Linked DNA regions of Mus musculus: regions 1, 2 and 4 are each linked to region 3. Evidence: chromatin contacts called from public Hi-C and HiChIP or PLAC-seq data. All regions are on one chromosome and are shown on one strand. The core of a region is the stretch at or near the end of the contact, and the rest is flanking DNA. Distances in the headings are between cores, read along the strand shown. Region 1 overlaps Syt9 (synaptotagmin IX). Region 2 overlaps Syt9 (synaptotagmin IX). Region 3 holds the start of Syt9 (synaptotagmin IX). Region 4 has its middle 46 kb from the start of Rbmxl2.

Region 1 (3,837 bases), core at 1,136-3,635, 91 kb after region 3:
GGAGAAGACCTTAAAGTAATCAGAAGTGGGATAGCCCAAGAAGCAAAGTGGCCAACTATATTATGGTATGTTTCATGGAATCATGAGAGGGAGATGGGTTAGAAACTAAACTGATGTCACTTAAGAAAGTCTCGAAAAGAAACTCCTGGATCCTGAGACAGGAAAGTATTCAGTCACTTTAGATAATGTCCAGTTTAAGATGAGAAAGGGAACAGAAACCAGAAAGGGTTCCCTGCCTCCACTGAGCTGGTAAGAACTAGTTTGGCTGTAATTCTTTGGAGGTAAGAGCAGATCCTGGCAATGCAAGGAAGAGGGTGTTAAAGAGCAGATGAAAGCCACTGGAAGTTAAGAGCAGGTAAGGTCCAGGCTGCAGTGCAACTTTTGATGAGACACTATGCCTATGCCCCCAACAGAGGAGAGGACAGATGTATTTATGCACCCAAGCAAGAAGGGCAGAGAAATCCAAGCAACAGGTCTGTCTTTACTCTGAACCGTGACAGGGCTGTGGGTGGAGTGCCCCCACCTTCAGGAGCTTGTAGTCCTTGTGGATGCTCATCTCTCTGGGTTTCTTTTTCTTAACTACCAAATCCTCTTCTTCCCTTCCTCTTCCCCCTTCCCCTTCTCCCCTTCCTCCCTTCCTCTTCCTCTCTCCTTCCTTCCCCTCCCTCCCTCTCTCCCTGCCCTACCTTCCTTTCTAGCCTTGTCTGACCTGGAACTTGGTATGTAGGCCACATTGGCTTCAAACCTACTTCAATCTTTCTCCCTCTGACTCTAGAATTCAAGGATTATAGACACATGATTATAATTATAGACACATTTTGAGGCGTGGCTTCAAAATACATTTTAAACTCAATCTTACTTTATCTTTGACCTTTGCAAACCTTGGAATGTATTTTACTTTTCAAAAATAATGTTGGCTTTTTCCTTTATTAAGTAATCTGCTTGATTAAAGAAAAATTAAATAGAAGAATAGATCATCCTGAATGCCATCCACAATCCCTCTGACCAGAAATACCCATCTTTAAAGTTCTGCCTTTTCCTGGTTTAGCCCCTTTCCATGGTGCTTCATTTGCAAGTGCTCTGTCAGTGCGTCTCAACCTTCCTAATGCTGTGCCCCTTCAGTACAGTTCCTCATGTTGTAGTGATCCCCAACCATAACATTATTTTTGATGCTACTTCATAGATGTAAGTAGCATTTTAATACTGTGATGTAAATGTAATGTAAATATCTGATATGCAGGATATCTGATATACAGCCCCTGTGAAAGGGTTGTTTGGCTTTCAACGGGGTCACAACCCATAGGTTGAGAACCACAGTGTTCCGTGGTTGTTCACTCAAAGACACAGCAGTTCTGTATCTTCAAGGACTCTCTCTGTGAGTAGATGAGGCCCCCCATCCCTGAAGAGCCCTAGTCTTGCTTCCCCTCCCATCCAGGTATTCCCAAGCGACCTCATCTAGCCTTCACAGAAGCTTCTCTCACTTCTCCTTTGGGGCTGATCTTCCTGACTGGAAAAGAAGCTGGCACTGATCAGTTGACCAACACTGCATTCAAATGGCCTTCATTGATCCTTTTCAGTGAGGGCAAGGCAGTGGTCCTAGGGCCAGGCACTGAGGAAGCTCATTTACACATTAGTGATAGTGGCTACATTATCTCCGAAGTAAGGCACACCACAGGTCCTAAGAACTGAAAGAGAGGGCAGGTGAGGCTTCCAGTCGGATTGGAAGAAAAGGTCCCTGATCTTTCCCATTGGCACATGGATAGCAGCTTGTCAAGAAGGTGGTAAGCAGAACTGAGAGAATGTTATTATCTTGTCATGTTGAAATGAGGATGAGAAACTCAATGGAAGCAGAGCTTAGGGGCGTGGGCCAAGGGCCAGCAAAGCATTTGTTCAAGACAAGCAGACACCAGGGGCTATGACCAGCAAGACGAGCCTAATCAGTAGCTTCAGGCCCTACACACACACACACACACACACACACACACACACACACACACACCCCTGGAGAAGGGGACTATAGGTTGTTGGATCTGAAGCAAGAGTGATTCCATGAAGCGCAAACTGGCTGGAGCTGTGTTTATTTTCTTCTTATCCTGGACCACTGAGGCAAGAGATTTATAATTTCATAACAAGAAACTTGCATAGTTAGGCTTTGTGTCGATTGATACTTTCAGAATTAAAAGGTTCCCCATCTTCACTGAAGGAGCACTCTATCCATCCACTGATTATTAGATAATTACTGTATGACCACATTCTCATAGAAAAACAAACAAAACAAAAACCAGGGACCTCCTCCTACAAAGATGTGCATAACTCCACAGAGAATCTTGTATTGGCCTGTGCACCAACTCTACCATCCACCCCAGTCTCTATTAATCTGTTCCCAAAAAGAAATGTCACCAGATGGCCATGCAAATGTCACCTGGCCATCAGCATGGCTTTACTCAAAACAGGGCAGTGCTAGAAAATTTATCTACACTATTTATTTCCTTCATTGAAGATCAGTTTGACATCCCTCAGAGACTTCTTAACAAACTGGGTCAGGGAGAAAGATACATGATCCTGCTGCTATTGAAGTATATGGCTGTAGGTTGAGTGGAGGAAGGTCCCACTGACCCACAATTCCTGAAGAATTCTTCTCTCATTAGCATTTTTGTTTGAGGTTTTACTGCCCTCTGCTTCATGAGCTCTTCATTCCCTGCATATTGTTAATGCCTTGAGCTATTTTTGGCATTTAATCCCTTACAGGTACCAGCCATCAGACCTCCTGTTGGCATTACACACACACACACACACACACACGAAAATCCTCTATATTTCCAGATTGTGGCTGGATGTTACTTAAAAATTGAGCTGGTCCTTTTAACCAGTGAGTTCCTCCCTCCCTGTCTTTTAGATGTCATGTCTGCCCAGTTGTGAGCTTTGTAGCTCTAGTCTATGTGTCTCCATTTTAACAAGTTTTAAAAAATATTTTTATTAACCCATATAATTTTATATAATATGTTTTGATTGTATTCAGTCCCCTTCCCTAATGGGGATTGAACCACCCCTCTCCCTCTCCCCTCCTTACCCACCCAACTTGAATTTTCTTCAAATCCAGTTGATGTTACCTTACAATTCCTGTATGTGGAGTCTGTCCTGGAGTATGGTCAACCTATCAGAGGTCACATCATTAAAGAGCTTACTGTCTCTCCCAGCAGCTATCAAAAGCCAATCCCTACTCAGCTAATGCTGGGGGTTACCACCTACTTTCCCCTCTCCATGCTGGGATTTTGTCTGGTTTGAGCTTGTACAAGTCTTACCCATTCTGTGTCAGTCTTTGTGAGTTCATTTGTACAACTGCCCTGCTGTGTCTGGAAGACACTATTTTCTTGATGCCATCCACCACCTTTGTCTCTTACACTCCTCCCCAATTCTAACATTTTTTTTTTTTTAGAAGTAGCTCAAGTCTGTTTGACTGACATTGAAGAAAGAAGGAGAGTGGGGTGATCTCTATCAATCTATCATCAACCAAAGAAACTCCAGGGCCACAGCTAAGCAGCAGTACTGTTGGGCTCTCAGGCAGAATGGCCACACAGTTGTGGCTCTAACTGCCTACACCTTTTAGGGAGTGGCTTCCAGGGTTGTCAGAAACTCACAGCTGGGTTTAGAACAGGAAATTTCAAGTTCAGAACCTCTTCTGGGTTGCCAGGCGTGGGGGGACAGGGAGATTGTTTAATGGCTCCAGAGTGTCTGTTTGGAATGACGAGGTTAATGGAGGGGAGAGTGCTGGTGGCCACAAATTCTCAAGTGCTAATAGCAGCCGAGCAGCACACTTACAGATGGTTAAAGTGGTGA
Region 2 (3,696 bases), core at 199-2,698, 72 kb after region 3:
GCTGGGCTTGCCAATTGCTCTTATTCCAGAATCTAGAAAAGCAGGTCTTGTCTTCCCTTAGTTTAGTTTTAGATGATAACAAGATTTTTTCACATAATTTTTAGAGCTCCGTTATCAAATAAAAGTTATTTCTTTTCGGATCTTAAACTATCAATATTTTATAATAAAATAGTTCTTTTAATTATAGTATTTTTCCCTCTCATTTTCAATTTGTCTTAACTTGATGCTGATATAATTCTATACTCTGCCCAGGGATTCTGAATCCTCAAATTCAACTGAAAATATTTTTAAATGCATTTGTACAGCACTAACATTGCATTATGTGTTATGTCCTAGAGAGGTTGGGTAGAGCATTGGCCTCGCATGAGCAAAGGGCCATTCCTGGTTGGGTGGGGGTGTATTAGGTCTGTGGGACAGTTTGAGGAAAGTTTACACCTTTCTAGTCATAGTGTTCTATCCAGATAGATAGATAGATAGATAGATAGATAGATAGATAGATAGATAGATTATCTTTATTTAAAGTCTTGCCTTCAGGCTTTGTGGTTTTTCTACATAAAGATCTTGCCAGACTTTTGCTAGATTTGTCTTTACCCATTTTTGTTACCTTAAATGGTAACTTCTAAAATAGCATTTCTGACTATTGCAGGTATATAAGTGAAATTTTGTAATTCTTGTAAAATCCCTAATCCTTATAGGTGCTTCTACATTTTCTTTGTAAATAATCAGTCATGTAGGAATTATGATGGCCTTGTTGCTTTCTGGTCCGTGCCTTTTTTATTTCTTGGTCCTTTTTTTGACTTTGTTGTTGTTTAACGTACAAACTAGGATACCCAGGAGGGTTTGAAACAGTAAATAAGGGATAAACAGGCATCTTTGACTTGTTCCATATTTTACATAGACTGTCTTTATACTCTTGCAGAGTATAGTTTTTCCTAGAGGTATTAGTGGGTACCTTCATATTGAGGTTGCATCCCTCTACCAAGTATGCTGTCTCACACCATCATTTCCAGTGCTCAGGAAACTAAAGCAAGAGAATCAATCACAACTTGGGCTGCATCGGGAAACCCTGTCTCAAATAAAGTCTCTCTCTGTTCCTACAGGACTGACCTCAGGACTGTTAGGAATGGTTGTCCCTCTCTCAAATGATGTGATTTTCAGGGGCTTCTTTAATCTACTATTATGGTCACTAATGTTGATCAGTTTTCTAATCTCCATTCAGTCTGATGTTCTAGATTAATCCAGCCGTGCTGTGATGTGTTGCCTTTTCTGACTGCTGCTGAGTTCAGTTTGCTGGTGTGTTCTGCCTTGATGCGTGTGAGTGGTACATGGAGTGCTGCTTGTGTGCAGTTCATGTTTGCTCTGGAAGCAAGGGAGTTTGTACTTCATCGCTTCTGTTGGAGGACTATTTTGGACCTTCTATTCATTCCTGCTTGTGCCCCCGGAGGCCTTGAGGTTTATTTATCTCTTTCCATGATGTAGACTCCCTTAGCGGCTGGCTTCTCCTGAGGTCCTCACAACAAAGAAGTCAGGAGCATGAAACTGGGCTGTCTGGTTCTTGGAATGTCCATAGATACTGAAGCCAAACCCACAGCTCCCAAATGTGGCTTTGTTTTAAGATTGTTTTTTGAAGGTTATTTTCCTGGGAATAAAAATTTAGGTGAACAAAATTCTCTGTTTGATTTTGGTAATGTGAAGCAATAATTCCATTGTTTCCTTCCTTTTAAAGTCAATATTTATTCTGACATTTATTACTTTCTATGTCAATTTTCCTTCTTTTATTGACCTCTAGAGCTTCCTTTCCTCCTTAGTGTTCTATATTTTAATTATGACATTGCTAATTAGGCATTTCTTTTTTTTATATATTTTCTTTATATACATTTCAAATGGTATCCCCTTTCCTGGTTTCCCCTCCAACACCCCCCTCCCCCTGCTCACCAACTCACCCACTCCCACTTCCTGGTTCTGACATTCTCCTACACTGGGGCATAGAGCCTTCACAGAACCAAGGGTGTCTCCTCCCATTGATGTCTGACTAGGCTATCCTCTGCTACATATGCAGCTGGAGCCAAGAGTCCTACCATGTATTTTCTTTGGTTGATGGTTTAGTCCCTGGGAGCTCTGGGGGTACTGGTTAGTTCATATTGTTATTCCTCCTATGGGGCTGCAAACTCCCTCAGATCCTTAGGTCCTTTCTCTAGCTCCTTCATTGGGGACCCTATGCTCAGTCCAATGAATGGCTGTGAGCATCTACTTCTGTATTTGTCAGGCACTGGCAGAGAGCCTTTCAGGAGAGAGCTTTATCAGGCTCCTGTCAGCAAGCACTTGTTGGCATCAATAGTGTCTGGGTTTAGTGATTGTGTATGGGATAGATCCCCAGGTGGGGCAGTCTCTAGATGGCCTTTCCTTCAGTCTCTACTCCACCCTTTGTCTCTGTAACTCCTTCCATGGGTGTTTTGTTCTCCCTTCTAAGAAGGATTGAAGTATCCACACTTTGGTCTTCCTTCTTGAGTTTCATGTGTTTTGCAAATTGTATCTTGGGTATTCCGAGCTTCTGCGCTAATATCCACTTACCAGTGAGTGCATATCATGTGTATTCTTTTGTGATTGGGTTACCTCACTCAAGATAATATCCTCCAGATCCATCCATTTGCCTAAGAATTTCGTAAATTCATTGTTTTTAATAGCTGCGCAGTATTCTGTTGTGTAAATGTTCCACATTTTTTGTATCCATTCCTCTGTTGAGGGACATCTGGGTTCTTTCCAGCTTCTGGCTATTATAGATAAGGCTGTTATGAACATAGTGGAGCATGTGCCCTTATTGCATGTTGGCGCATCTTTTGGGTATATGCTCAGGAGTAGTATTTATCCTGGTCAGAATACAGTTCTGAATCTAAGCATCTTTTCTCGAATCAGTTCTGGAAAATTATTAGCTGTTTATTTCTTTCCATTACCTAATATTTTCATATTAGGCTAATTTATTTGATCATCCCTTCCCCCTTCAAGATTCTTTCCATTTCTTTTATATATATATATATGGATACTCATGTAGATATTTATGCATATGTATGTATGTATTTATGTATGTATTTCACCATTCCATATGCATTTGCTTTTGTATTCTGTTCCTCATAGCTCTGATTGTAATCTGGGAATATCTGGTTCTTTTTCTTGGCATTCTCATTGACTAACAACTCAAAGGATCATACTGCCTATTTTATTTGTGAGTATAGGTTTATCTGGCTTGAAACTTTATAGAAATTTCAGTGTGTGTATTGCTCCAACCATGATTCAAAATTATGTCCATAAGATGCCTAGATATACTGCCAACATGGAACAGTTTAAATTCTGAGCTTTAGAGTTTTGGGTTATTGGTGGTTTGTATTATTGGTTAGAAACTAAAGATTTTTTTCCCCTTTTTTTCTAGGGCAAGTACAAGATAGGATGAAATCCACTACATACCTGTTTCATTTATCTTTTAAGAATGTGACCTTCAGGCTTTGGGAATGTAGCTTTAGGAAGGACTGTTTCACAGTCCTGTGGATACCAGGAGTTAACACTAGAGTCCATTCCCTTCCTTCTGCCCCAGCTCCAGGGCTTACTCACCTCTGTGGATTCATGGTTATTGCTCCTGTCACTGAAAAATTCTATTTCTGCCTCATTAGCTCTGCTGTGCACTTAGAAGGATTTTGTAACCAA
Region 3 (3,385 bases), core at 872-3,371:
TTTCATGTTTTATATTTTGAGTCTTACTGTGTATCTCTGGCTAGCTTGAAACTTGCTATGAAGACCTGGCTGGCTTTGAACTTGAATGAATTCTTCTGCCTCTACTTTTCTGAGGACTGAGATTACAAGTTTGGGCTACCAAACCCAGCACCCCTCTTCACATGTTGCTACTTTTCTTTCTTTCAGATTCTATCCATTACAGTCTTCCTAATATTTAAAATGCCTTTCAAATTTGACTGTTTCCCAAGTCAGCATTTGCTTCTGTCTGGTCTAGGCTATCACCAGATTTTAATCTCTTCCAGTTATTACTAACGGAATTCACAGCTTTCAGCTTTCTGACATCATCTCATAAGAGTTACACTGCTATTGGTTTGAACAAGCACTTCCCCTCTTCATACACCATCCTTCTCTGCGTCATGGCCATTGGTGGTCCCCCCTCCACCCTCCCCCCCTTTGGAAGAGCACCTGCTCAGTCTCCTGGACTGGCTCGTTCTCAGCTGGTTCCCTCCTTCACAGTGTGCTGTGTTTGTCTTAGGTGTTTTTGTTTGTTTGTTTGAGGCATGTGTTGCCCAGACTACTTCAGAATGTAGCCAAGGATGACCTTGAACCTCAGAGCACTCGGATTGCAGGCTTATGCCACTATACTGGGTTTGTTTGTTTCTAGATGAAATCCAGAGCCTTGAGTATGGTAGATAAGCAACTCTTCCAATTAATCTGCACCCCAGCCCTGGGCCTTAGTTTTAAAGGAAAAAGTTTAGGAAGTGGGGAAAAAAAAAAAAAACCAAACAAACTAAAAATAGAAACCCAAAATAGACTCTACGTGCCTTTCCACAGCTATCTGGATTTACCTTTATAACTACAGCTGCCCATTCTCTATTACTCTAATATAAACTCCACCAAACCCAGCACTGCTCACCACACAACTTCAAGTTTTGTCTGTTGAGCAAATATTCCTTATTTGCAATATGATTCTTAGACAGCACATCCTTATGGGTAAGAGTCCTAGCTAATTGTTCTAGAATGAAGTTTGACATTAGGATTACATAAATATGTAAGAGAATCAGGGAGAAAGAAAAAGAGGAGCGGGTGGATGAGAGGCAGGGAGAGAGAGGGTGGGGGAGAAGTCTCTTATGAACTTAGGCAAGTACCACCTCTCTTGAGTCTGTTGTTTTAGTGGCAGCGTGGAGATCACACACACACACACACACACACACACACACACACACACACACACACGTTTAAGGCTCTCTATCTAGAGAATTAAATGAAACTATACAAAAGGCTGTGGCACAGTGCCTTGGGCACACAAACAAGCTAAATAATTTGTGGTTATTTCTGGGCTGAGTGCCTAAAAAAATGAAGAGATGGGTAGATGAGAGGTGACTGAGGTCTTTCCAAACATCCACAAATTCTGGATCCTCTGTCTCCTGTGCCAGGGAAATGCTGGCAACCTTCGCATTTCCAATCAGCTTCTTAGAAAACCAATCAGGACCTGCAAAGCTCCAGGTGAGCCTCAGCGTCTTTCCGGAGGGCCATACATCTGTCCTCATTTCTTATCTGAGCCTCCACCTTCTCCAAATCACCATCACGCTGTGCATCCATTCTTTGTTGGAAAATCTTGGCTCTAAACCCCGCATTTGGGCGCGTGACACCCCTGGGCCCGCGGTTTCTGCTCAGACCGCGCTTTCCAAGTTTAAAGAAGGTACTGAGATCTCGGCAGGTGTAGTCTACCCTCCAGCCTTCGCTCCATACAACCGAGAACGTGCTTTGGACCCACGCGTGGCTCCAGAGCCCTGAGGGATGCTAGGTTTGCATCTGGGCGGAGAAATGGGGTGCCAAGAGCGTCTAGCACGCGCACCAGCTCGTACTTCCTGATCCTGGGCGCGGCCGCTCACAGCGCAGGGTCCGGAGCGGAATCAGGCGCTTCTCCTGCAGTGGGCGAGCGCCCCCGTCCCGGGTCCCTACCTGGCGCGCCTGCTCTGCGGCGGCCGCGGCAAACCCCCGCCCGCGGCGCGCACCCCTGACCCGGCCCCGCCCCCGGCGGCCGCGAGTAGCGGGCGGAGCGCGGAGAGGCGCGCTGGGCTGTGCGGCGCCGCCTCCCCTCCGCGCCGAGGGAGGGACGAGGGGCCGCGCGGGAGACGGAGAAAGCCCGAGCGAGCGGCTCTCCGAGAGCTGCATGCAACCGGTGGGAGGCCGACCCGGCTGGCGCTGCGGCTCGGGTGGGGAGCGCGGACCGGCCGGTGGCGGCGGCGGCGGCGGCAGCTCTGAGCTGGCAGGCGGAGGGCTTTCTCCCGCGCCCGCCTGCCCGGCGCGGTCCGAGGATGCGGGGGGGCGATGCCCGGGGCCAGGGACGCGCTCTGTCACCAGGCGCTGCAGCTGCTGGCCGAGCTCTGTGCCCGAGGGGCCCTGGAGCACGACAGCTGCCAAGATTTCATCTACCACCTGCGGGACCGTGCCAGACCCCGGCTCCGCGACCCAGGTAAGCGCGGCCGCCGCCGCTGGCGGGCGCGACTCGAGGGCCCTGAAATGGGGACTTGGGGACCTAGCCAGGGCCTGAGGCAGGAGAGCGACGCAGACTGGAGGAGGGCAATGGGTGACCATTGAGCCCAAGTAGGTCTCCACAACCAGCGCACCACGGCCTGATGCTGGAACCCGGCGAACTCGGGCGGAGGCTGCCGCGCGGAGGCCGAGCCAGGGTGGGCTGGGGCAGGCTTGGAGGAACCACGCCCGCCACCTGCGCTGGGCTCCTGGGGGCGGCTCCTGAGCTCGGGGCTGCGCCCGCCACTTCACTCGCGAGCGCCCGGGAGCCAGGCGAGGCCACGGAGGCCTCGGAGCTGGGAGTGGGATCTGAGAGCCAAGGAAACTCTGTGAAGTTGGGAGTTTGGCACAGCCGGGCTGATTTCCACCCGAAGCTGCTCAACCTGAGTGCCCAGTTTCCCCCCAGGCTCTACTGTGGAAAGGACCAGACAAGATCTTGTCTGGGGCCGGGCCCCAGAGTCACACGACTAGAGCGGCTGGGCCTGAACCCTCTCCTTTCATGTCTCAAGGTGCTTAGGCAATGAGGCCTTGGCTCCCAGTTTGTCTCGCAGTGATAGCTTGGCACACTAGAGTGGTGGGCTTGCTGCAGCTGGCAGTTGTCCTAGTGAAAGTTGTGAGGCTCCTAACTTTGTAAAGTTCGCTTACTTTGGCATCTGACCAATTAAGGTCAGAGGAAGGTGTTTTATTTGAGCAGTTTGCAAGTCCTACTGTTTTCTTACTCATCATTGGGCACTGGAAAGATGCATTCATTCCTTTTGGATATTTCCTGAGCATCTTCTAGGCTGGAGGACTCATAATCTCGAATATTTTTCCAGTCTAAGTGTTTTAAATGTTAAAAGGCAAATCA
Region 4 (3,628 bases), core at 270-2,769, 120 kb before region 3:
TTCCCTAAGGAACTCTTTCCAGGGCAATTTGTCATAACAATAGCAATAGTAACTGAGAGAACTCTATTTCTAACTCTAAGTGACTCCATCTGCTTTTGCACGCCTCTGCCTTGGTGGTGCTAGTTGGCCGTTGATGTTGGTTTTCTGCTTGATGATTTTTCTTGCTCCTGGTGCAATCCTGCTCCTACAGAATTCACTCTTGTAAGTCAGAGTTAGCTTTTAAAATGTAAGTCAATCTTGCTACTCTACTGCTTTAAATTTTCATTCATAATAAAATCTCTGGCCTAAGAAGCCTCACAGAACGTTCCAGTCTGTTCTCTTATCTTTTCTTGCCTGTTCCATTAAAGATACTTTCTGCTTCTGAAATGAGGATGATCATTCCCACTTGAGAGGCACCACACTAGTTATTACCTGTGTCTGCAGTACATGTCTTCTGCATTTTGTTTCTTCAGGATATCCTCAGAGAGACACCACCACCACCACCCGACAACATATATTTAGTGTTTGGGAATTTCATACAATGTACCCTGATCACACTGCTTCTCATTCCTCCCAGGTCTACCCTCCTCCCCTCTCCCTTGCACCCCTACCCCAACCCCTCCCAAAACACACCAAGTCTAATGTGTATTGCCCAAATACTCCTTAGAGCATGGTCAAACTCCCACTGGGCAGCCCCTTAAAGAAAAATGGATCCTCCCCTGCCTCTATCCTGCCAGAAACCATTAACTGTGAAAAGCTACACTTCATCATCTTTATAACCGTTTTTAAGGACTCAGAAATGCATTCTGTTTTTTGGGGTTTTGTTTGTTTGGTTTTTTTGTTTGTTTGTTTGTTTTTTGGGTTTTTTTTTGTTTTTTGTTTTTGAGACAGGGTTTCTCTGTGTAGCCCTGGCTGACTTGGAACTCACTATGTAGACCAGGCTGGCCTTGAACTCAGAAATCCACCTGCCTCTGCCTCTGCCTCTGCCTCTGCCTCTCTGCCTGTCTGCCTGTCTGCCTCTCTGCCTCTCTGCCTCTCTGCCTCTCTGCCTCTCTGCCTCTCTGCCTCTCTGCCTCTCTGCCTGTCTGCCTCTCTGCCTGTCTGCCTCTCTGCCTCTCTGCCTCTCTGCCTCTCTGCCTCTGCCTCTCTGCCTCTCTGCCTCTCTGCCTCTCTGCCTCTCTGCCTCTCTGCCTCTCTGCCTCTCTGCCTCTGCCTCTCTGCCTCTCTGCCTTTCTCTCTGCCTCTCTGCCCCTCTGCCCCTCTGCCCCTCTGCCTCCCGAGTGCTGGGATTAAAGGCGTGCGCCACCACGCCTGGCTCAGAAATGCCTTCTTAAGGGTTAGGTTTTTGTCCTTTTTTTTTTTTTTTTTTCTGGTAAGCATTGACTAAAATAGTCATATTTTCTGTGGTTCCAATTAATCTTAGTTAGCTGTGGTCCAAAAACTATTAGTAAAAAAGTTGGAGGAGAACAGTAATGAGATCCCATATCATCTTGGTCTGTCTTAAACAGGATGTGATACATCCCATGGCTCAGAGTATCCAGGCAGTATATGCCACCTGCTTGTTGGTTACTCAGTAGCCATCTCAGTTAGCAGACCAACTGCTGCAGTATCACAGTACTTGTGTGTCCAGCCTGGAACGCTGACCAGTATATGTGAAGTGCCTTGTTAGATCCCGAGGGTCACAGAAGAGAGTGATGAAACTAGAACTCCAGCAGAGGCAGTGCTTATGTTCAAAGTAATCCTTGCTTTGTTCTTCATAGTCTTAAAGATAGTCATCCTGCTAATTTTGTCATATCATATTATTGTTCTTATACTTTAGTGCTGCTTTAGTCACTCTGTTACTATGCAGATTTGAAAAACAAAAGCATATTATGGGTTTGTATGTATGTATAGGTAAAACCATAGCTCTAGAGTCTAGGATGTTCAAACTCAGGCTAAGCTGGAGTCCTGGGGACACACATCCTTGGTAGATAAAGGAGAACTGTTGTGCCTCCAATATTTTCATTGTTATTTTTATTTAACTGTCTTTCTATGGTCCCTCTAGTCTAAGATAGCTACCAGTATATAATTTAGTTTAAGGTGTTTAAGTAGTGACAGAAAATGGATAACCATATGACTTTGTAGCTGTGAATTCATTCTTGTAAATTTTTCCCAGGGTAAAGGTGCAGTTTCTTTTCTTTTCTTTTCTTTTCTCTTCTTTTTTTTTTTTTTTTTTTTTTTTTTGTTTGTTTGTTTGTTTGGTTGGTTGGTTGGTTTTTTTGTTTTTGTTTTTGTTTTTTTTTTTCGAGACAGGGTTTCTCTGTATAGCTCTGCCTCCCGAGTGCCGGGATTAAAGGTGTGCGCCACCACGCCCGGCTCTTTTTTTTTTTTTTTTAATTGGATATTTTCTTTATTTACATTTCAAATGTTATCCCCTTTCCCAGTTTCCCTCCCTCCCGGAAACACCGTATCACATCCTCCCTCCCCTGCTTCTGTGAGGGTGTTCCTCCACCCACCCACCCACCCACCTACTCCCACAGACCTCCCCAGAACTCCCAGGGACTAAGGAGTGCACAGGCCCCAGCTGCAGTTTCTATAGTTAGGACTTTGGTTTTGAATGGATGCTCAGCTCCTAGAAGAAAACCCAGTACATCACCATCATCTGTCGAATGTTAATGAATGAAAAAACCGAAATGAATAATTGGAAAGGTGCCAGTGATGTACTTGCCTGTGCTTCCAAAGGAGATGGAAGAATTCCATCTCACCTGTGATGCAGAAATGTTTTCAGTGCTCCAGTGTTCCCTGGAGGCAGTGTGCAAATGCTTGTTCAGTGTTTCCTTTAATGAAACAGCCTTCTGAATTATATGTACTATTTCCAACTTATAGATGGGGAAAACAGGCACAGAAAACTTACATAAATGTTATTTAAAAGATACAATTTGCAAAACATAAGAAAATCAAGAAGAACGAAGACCAATACTTCATTAGATACTTCATTCCTTCTTAGAATAGGGAACAAAATACCCATGGAAGGAGTTACAGAGACAAAGTTTAGAGCTAAGAAGAAAGGATGGACCATCCAGAAACTACCCCACCCGGGGATCCATCCCATAATCAGCCACCAAACCCAGACACTATTGCATATGCCAGCAAGATTTTGCTGAAAGGACCCTGATATAGCTGTCTCCTGTGAGGCTATGCCAGTGCCTGGCAAACACAGAAGTGGATACTCACAGTCAGCTATAAGATGGAACACAGGGCCCCCAATGGAGGAGCTAGAGAAAGTACCCAAGAAGCTGAAGGGGTCTGCAACCCTATAGGTGGAACAACAATATGAACTAGCCAGTACCCCCAGAGCTCGAGTCTCTAGCTGCATATGTAGCAGAAGATGGCCTAATTGGCCATCATTGGGAAGAGAGGCCCCTTGGTCTTGCAACTTTATATGCCCCAGTGCAGGGGAATGCCAGGGCCAAGGAGTGGGAGTGGGTGGGTAGGGGAGCAGGGCTGGGGGAGGGTATAGGGAACTTCGGGATAGCATTTGAAATGTAAATAAAGAAAATATCTAATAAAAAAAGATTTATTATATTAAAAAATGTTATTTAAGCCCGAAAACCAGAGTCTCTGATCATTTGATGCTAAGTACTAAAGTATTAATGTAATTCAAAATCAG

The links. A called contact is a pair of places that touch in the nucleus more often than the background predicts. HiChIP or PLAC-seq counts read pairs in DNA pulled down with a chosen protein or histone mark.
Region 1: a Hi-C map of cerebellar granule neurons shows a contact between it and region 3, with 1.8 times the contacts expected there. The contact joins the enhancer-like site here to the promoter of Syt9 in region 3. A contact is called at or near these places in 3 of 484 Hi-C or Micro-C datasets (cerebellar granule neurons, cerebellum and nephron progenitors) and 1 of 9 other capture datasets (adipose tissue).
Region 2: a contact with region 3 is called in a Hi-C map of olfactory sensory neurons, with 1.6 times the contacts expected there. The contact joins the enhancer-like site here to the promoter of Syt9 in region 3. A contact is called at or near these places in 2 of 484 Hi-C or Micro-C datasets (nephron progenitors and olfactory sensory neurons), 1 of 115 datasets of contacts at active chromatin or transcription factors (embryonic stem cells) and 2 of 9 other capture datasets (adipose tissue and pancreatic islet).
Region 4: a contact with region 3 is called in an H3K4me3 HiChIP or PLAC-seq map of embryonic stem cells, with 5 times the contacts expected there. The contact joins the enhancer-like site here to the promoter of Syt9 in region 3. A contact is called at or near these places in 3 of 39 promoter capture datasets (hippocampal neurons and liver), 3 of 484 Hi-C or Micro-C datasets (cortical neurons, embryonic stem cells and nephron progenitors), 5 of 115 datasets of contacts at active chromatin or transcription factors (embryonic stem cells, forebrain and stem cell-derived neural progenitor cells) and 1 of 9 other capture datasets (pancreatic islet).

The regions. Positions count from the first base shown.
Region 1 is chr7:107,459,491-107,463,327 of GRCm38.p6, forward strand. All of the region lies in intron 3 of Syt9 (synaptotagmin IX), which reads left to right. Among named protein-coding and RNA genes, the nearest start is that of Syt9, 91 kb to the left of the region's middle. Within about 2 kb of position 2,386, at least 2 of the 459 cell types and tissues checked have an H3K27ac peak or open chromatin away from gene starts, as enhancers often do. A contact at or near this core is called in cerebellar granule neurons and cerebellum, where this site is marked.
Region 2 is chr7:107,441,158-107,444,853 of GRCm38.p6, forward strand. The region is part of intron 3 of Syt9 (synaptotagmin IX); the gene reads left to right. Among named protein-coding and RNA genes, the nearest start is that of Syt9, 72 kb to the left of the region's middle. Within about 2 kb of position 1,449, at least 1 of the 459 cell types and tissues checked has an H3K27ac peak or open chromatin away from gene starts, as enhancers often do. A contact at or near this core is called in olfactory sensory neurons, where this site is marked.
Region 3 is chr7:107,368,669-107,372,053 of GRCm38.p6, forward strand. It overlaps Syt9 (synaptotagmin IX), which reads left to right and starts at 2,122. Exons shown (of 7, transcript NM_021889.4): 1 at 2,122-2,479. The coding sequence starts at 2,335.
Region 4 is chr7:107,253,437-107,257,064 of GRCm38.p6, forward strand. No RefSeq gene overlaps it. Among named protein-coding and RNA genes, the nearest start is that of Rbmxl2, 46 kb to the left of the region's middle. Within about 2 kb of position 1,520, at least 4 of the 459 cell types and tissues checked have an H3K27ac peak or open chromatin away from gene starts, as enhancers often do. A contact at or near this core is called in embryonic stem cells, where this site is marked.